2 separate regions of the Oryctolagus cuniculus genome follow, and region 1 is linked to region 2. A link is a contact called in public Micro-C data. All regions are on one chromosome and are shown on one strand. The core of a region is the stretch at or near the end of the contact, and the rest is flanking DNA. Distances in the headings are between cores, read along the strand shown. Region 1 holds the start of INTS4 (integrator complex subunit 4). Region 2 holds the start of RSF1 (remodeling and spacing factor 1).

Region 1 (2,700 bases), core at 104-2,603, 140 kb after region 2:
ATTGAATTAGTGTGGTCACTGTGGGACGGGTGATGTGGTGTAGTAGTCTAAGCCTATGCCTGTGCGTTGGCATCCCCTATGGGCACCGGTTCATGTTCTGGCTACCCCTCTTCCGATCCAGCTCTCTGCTGTGGCCTGGGAAAGCAACAGAGGATGGCCCAAGTCCTTGGGCCCCGGCAGGTGTGTGGGAGACTGGCAAGAAGCTCCTGACTCCTGGCTTCAGATCAGCCTAGCTCTAGCCACATGCTGCCATTTGCGGAATGAACCAGAGACAGAAGACCTTTCTCTCTGTCTTTCCCTCTGACTGTAACTCTACCTCTCAAATAAATAAATAAAATCTTAAAAAAAAAAAAAAAATAGAGGGATCAACTTCCTGCTGGATGGTCTACACTTTGCTAGTCTACAAACCTAAAGCCCTAAGGATGCTGCTGATCCTCCCGCACGAGTTGGGGGCTTGTCAGAAATGCAAAGTCCTGCCTCACTCCCCCAAATGATTGACTTAATAGCATGTATAGTCTAACAAAATCCTCGGGTGACTGGAGAAGTAGGACACAAGGATGCCTCGGCACCAGCCTCTACTTTAGCGATATCCGTGTGGAGACCCATGGAGCGTCACTGAGAACTCCAAAGGGACGAGGGCACTGCCCTCCTTCCCAGGTAACAGCTCCCTCCCAGTGAAGACGATGCCTGTCACCCTCGCCTGCTCTTATCCGACCGTGAGGAACTCTACAGACCCCTTTTCCAGCCCCTTAGAGCTTTGCTTACAGCCCAACTTTCCCCTGGGCGCTTCTGTGGAAGCGGCTTTGCACCCGTCCGTTAGCCGCAATGTCCACCGAGGATGCTAACGTAACCCCATCTAGCTAGGCTGTGTGGGAAAGAAATAACAGGAGAGTTCTGTAAACTGTAAAGCATGATTTGTTTCTTCTAAGAAACATGTCAGGTTACACATGCTGATAACAACAGCGACTGCAAACTAACACGCCCACTACCGTGCAGTCTCAGCCTATCAAGTCGTCGGCACTCCACACAGACTCCTGGCGCCTCTTCGGGCAGATTGCCTGAGGCCCGGATGGCTTCCCCACCCTCGACGGCTACCGGGACCCTTCCTGCCAGGACTTACCTGAACAACTTTAGTGAACTCCTCATACACCCGCTTTTTGAGGTGCGCCGCCATGCTGCCCGCGGACCCTTTCAGCTTCCGTACTCAGCGACAGATGCGGGGCTGGAGAAACCCGGAAACCCTTCTGGACGAGAGGAACCCGCCGCGATCCCACAAGGCAGCGGGATCTGAGGAAAGAGAGGCCGCTTCCTGCTGCTCGACAGCTGTAGCGCCAGACTGGGCCGCTGATGACGCCTGCGCCGGAAGAACGAAAAAACCGAGAGCGTAGCGCGCAGGGGGCGGGGCCTCAGGCCGAAGGAGGCGGGACTGAAAAGGAGGCTGAGCCAATCAGCCCTTTCGGAGGCCCGCTGGTGGTCTCCGAGTGACGGAGAGACTGGCGCAGAGCAAAGCGGTGGAAGAAAATACAAGTCAAAGGAACGGGGCGGGGCGACCGAGGCTGGAAACACAACTTGGAGCCCCATAAGAGTTTTGGGTCACGAAATAAGGGAAAGAGGCTAAGCCGCCAGTCCCGTCGTCTGTTGCTGTTCCCAGTGTTTGCTATTTCTGTGCCTTGCCTTTGTTCAAGCTTGCGATATTCCTCCCCTGCCCTGTGGTGCCTTGTCTTTCTTTTCTTTTCGCCCTAAGTTTTTATGTAAATGAAAGTCAGAGAGAGAGCCTGAAGGAGTAACAGAGATCTCCCATCCACTGATTCACTCCCTAAGTTTCCACAACATCCAGGTCTGGGGGTCTGGGCCATGCTGAAGCCAGAAACACTGAACTCCATCCGGATCTCCCACTTGGGTAGCAGGGGTCCAAACACTTGAGCCGCCATCTGCTGCCTTTCCAGGTGCATTAGCAGGGAACTGGATAAGAGAGCAGCTGGAACAGCTGGCTGCGCCACCACACAAGCCTATGGGATGCCTTTTCCTGCTCCCACCAGTTTTTCTAAAGTTATTCATCCTTCAAGGAATCAATTACTCTGAAAGCTACAACACAGTAAAAAAGAATGTCAAGACCAAGGGTCATCCAAAAAGCTTCCCCACGCACAGACTAGGCTGTGGCACTGAATGAGTAAGTGGTCGCGAGGACAAATGCGCTGGTAATACCTAACCTGGCAGACAATGGAATGAATATGTGGGACCCTTGTATAGACTGTGAAGTCAGCACCTGCGTTTAGCGTTAATAAATCCGTGGGCAAGTTTTATAATCTACAGGAAACTTTAGTTCTTCATTGTTTTGTTCGTTTAAAAGTTGATGCAGGGAAAAAAAAAGAAGAAAAAGGTGATGCAGGATACTTAGAAAAAGCAAGAGGCTGTAGTAGCTAGAGAGGACTCAGAAATGTGGAAAGATAGCCTACTTTCAAGGCCTTACAGTCTAAGACAGAACCCAAGCTGATTTTTTTTTTTAAATTCATTTATTTATTTGAAAGAGTTGCACAGAGAAAGAAGGGCAGGCAGAGAAAGAAAGAGGTCTTCCATCTGCTGGTTCACTCCCCAGTTGGCCGCAATGGCTGGAGCTGCGCCAATCTAAAGCCAGGAGCCAGGAGCTTCTTCCGGGTTTCCCATGCGGGTGCAGGGGCCTGAGGATTTGGGTCATCTTCC
Region 2 (2,700 bases), core at 173-2,672:
GTTTCCCCCTCCGACAGAGCCCCTCCTCCAGCCTACAGACTAACCAACCCACCCCACCCTGCGAACGGGAGGGCGACTTCTTCTTCCCTCGCGGCCGGCAGCCGAGACGAAGGGGGAAGGGACTGGAAAAGTGGGGAGATGCTTTTCTATTATTTGGGGGAGGTGGGGAAAGGGAGGAGGAAAACTGGAGGAGGAGGAATTAACCCTCTCCTTTCCGAAGTGAAGACGCTGAACCGACTTAGCCACCCTACAGCAGAACGAAGGAGGAGCCCCCTGCCCTGGGGGAGGAGCGGACCTCCCCACTCCAGAGGAAGGAGTTTTGGGGGTTAAACCAGCCCTCCAGGGGCAGAGAGGAGCCCACTCTGTCTGGGTGTTCCAACCAAAGGGAGGGAGAGTTGAGTGTCCCCAGGCCCCCCGCCCACCCAGGAGGAGGGAGATAAGGGGGCGCCCAGAGAAGGACCCAGCCTCCCCCGAGACGGACTGGAGGACTGGTGGGAGGAGGGGAAGAAGGCAAGGAGGGGAGGAGGAGAAAAGCGCAAAGCTGGCCGGAACCTGCGCTCCCCTTCCCCCGCCACCTAGCGGGAGAAGGGGTGGGGGGCCGGCCCCCGCGGCGGGGGAGCCGTCCCGGGGGCCGCCGGCCGGCACAATGACCCCTCCCCGCCCCCAGCCCACACCTAGCCCGAGACGCCCCCACCTCAGCTCCGCGCCGGACACAGTGGCCCTAGGGGGCCTCCGCCCCGCCTCCCCACTGCCCAAGACCCCGGCGGCTGGGCGGAGAAGAGGGCCCCGCGGAGCTGCGCCCCGGGGTGGGGGGGAGACTGAGCTGCGAGGGCCCAGGGTGTCTGAGAGCAGCGGAGAGAAGGAGCACGCCAGGGCCGCTTCCCGCCGGGCGTTCGGGGCCCCTCGCTTACCTTCTCCGTGGCCGACGTCCGGCGGCGGCGCCTGCAGCACCCGCTCCAGCTCGGGGAACGGCAACTCAGGCAGGTCCAGCAGCGGCCCGTAGCGCTCCAAGAAGGAGCAGACTACGGCGAAGTTGGGGCACGAACCCGGGCAGCCCGGAGGAGCCATCGCCGCCGCCGCTGCCGCCGCCGTCGCCATTTTGAACTGGAGGATGGAGGAGGCGGCGATGGGGGGGTGGGGGGAGTTGGGGGTGCCAAGGAATGGCAGGGCAGCCTTACGGACGACAGGAGGCGCTCTCGAGGGGGCTCCCCTGCGGATCCGAGCGTCTCAGGGACTGCGCCGCGATCCCACAATACAACGGCGGCCCGGAGCAGTCGAGAACCGCGTCAGACGGGGGACAGAGAGGCGCTCCGTGCCTTTCACTTTCCGCCCTCTTTCCTCCCCCTTCCCTCCCTCTACGTCTCCCCTCCCACTTCGGGTTGCCACTGCCTCGTGTGACAGGGGGAATGAAAACAAGGGAAGCGGGGCGGGGAGGCGGGCCGGAGGGGCGGGACTTTCGAGAGCCTGGCCAATAGGCGTGGAGGGGGCGGGGCTGGGTTCCGGCCGGCCGGAAGGCTGACTGCAGGCCGGGTGGTCAGGGAGGGCCTCGCGGGATCGAGAGGACTCTCCGAGGTGAGAGGGCGAGTGCGGGGCCCTGTGAGAAGCCACCCAGAAGAGAAGGCGTTGGGTGAGTTTGCAGGGGCATCCAGGGACTCAAAGCGGGCTACGAGGAGAGGAAAGTTGAGAACCGAATGAGAAGCAGAAAGAGTAGCAGGTAAAAGCACGATTGTGGGAGGACGTTGGGAAAGCGAGCTGTGGGTAGGCGCCTTGGACATGGCTTGGCGTGGGCCATTTTTGTACAAAGTCGCCAAAGTTTGCTGAGGGATATTGCCGGCTGCTGAAGAGCATGAGCAGCGCGACTCTGGGGACCCTGCCGGGAGAGGGGGTCCGAAAGAGTCCGGCTCTGCGCGGCGACTCTGGTGTCGTTGCCGGGGGTGAGGGGAAGGGGCTCTGTGGGAGCCAGGGTCGGAGCCGGGGCTAGGACCCACGGAGAGGAGACGGTGGGACGGCGAGGAGCGTGTGACGGACGGGCTTCCACTCCGTTAGGAGTAGCGGTGGGTGTTCTCCCACGGAGAGCCTCCGAGAAAACCATCAATTATGTAGAGTAGAGTAGAATGTGAAACTGGAGAAGTCAGATACATTATGCATAGGAGGCTTGGATTCAGCCAGACGAGCCACAGCTGGACCGCTTTAGGACCTCGTCAACTTTCGCCATTTCTTGGACCTTTGCTAAAGTGGGTAATAATACAGTACCTACCTTATAAGGTTTTACCAGATAATTCACAGTAAAGTGATTAGACAATGCCCCTGCATGTTCTTAAATACTAGTTGTTGCTGTCAGGGATTAATTTACACAGAATCCAGCTGTATTCATTTAACTGTACAGTTTATTATGTTGAACCGACATTTTCAGAGTGCACTGAAAACTTACTTCTAAAAAGATGCAACACAAAACACAACATAGGAATATATGATTAAAGGAAGATAAGTATGTGGGCAAATAATTGTATCAGGAACTCAGAATATAATTACGTAGTTAAACATTAATTTTTTTCTGTGTTGCCAGGGAAAAAATGGAAAAGAGAGTGAAACCACATTGGTCTTTATCATTCTCTATATATAAAGAAAAACTTATTTATCAAAAGAGAAAAATTCTATTTTGTAAGAGGAATTTATTACTTAGATTAGTAATTCTTAATA

What was found. Hi-C and Micro-C count contacts between places; a contact is called where the count stands out from the background.
Region 1: a Micro-C map of ear pinna shows a contact between it and region 2, with 4 times the contacts expected there. The contact joins the promoter of INTS4 here to the promoter of RSF1 in region 2. A contact is called at or near these places in 3 of 6 Hi-C or Micro-C datasets (ear pinna, psoas muscle and an unstated tissue).

The regions. Positions count from the first base shown.
Region 1 is chr1:69,073,590-69,076,289 of mOryCun1.1, forward strand. It overlaps INTS4 (integrator complex subunit 4), which reads right to left and starts at 1,354. Exons shown (of 24, transcript XR_011389552.1): 1 at 1,121-1,354.
Region 2 is chr1:68,934,977-68,937,676 of mOryCun1.1, forward strand. It overlaps RSF1 (remodeling and spacing factor 1), which reads right to left and starts at 1,423. Exons shown (of 17, transcript XM_017344448.3): 1 at 912-1,423. The coding sequence starts at 1,098. AAMDC (adipogenesis associated Mth938 domain containing) reads left to right here and starts at 1,375. Exons shown (of 4, transcript XM_002708673.5): 1 at 1,375-1,714.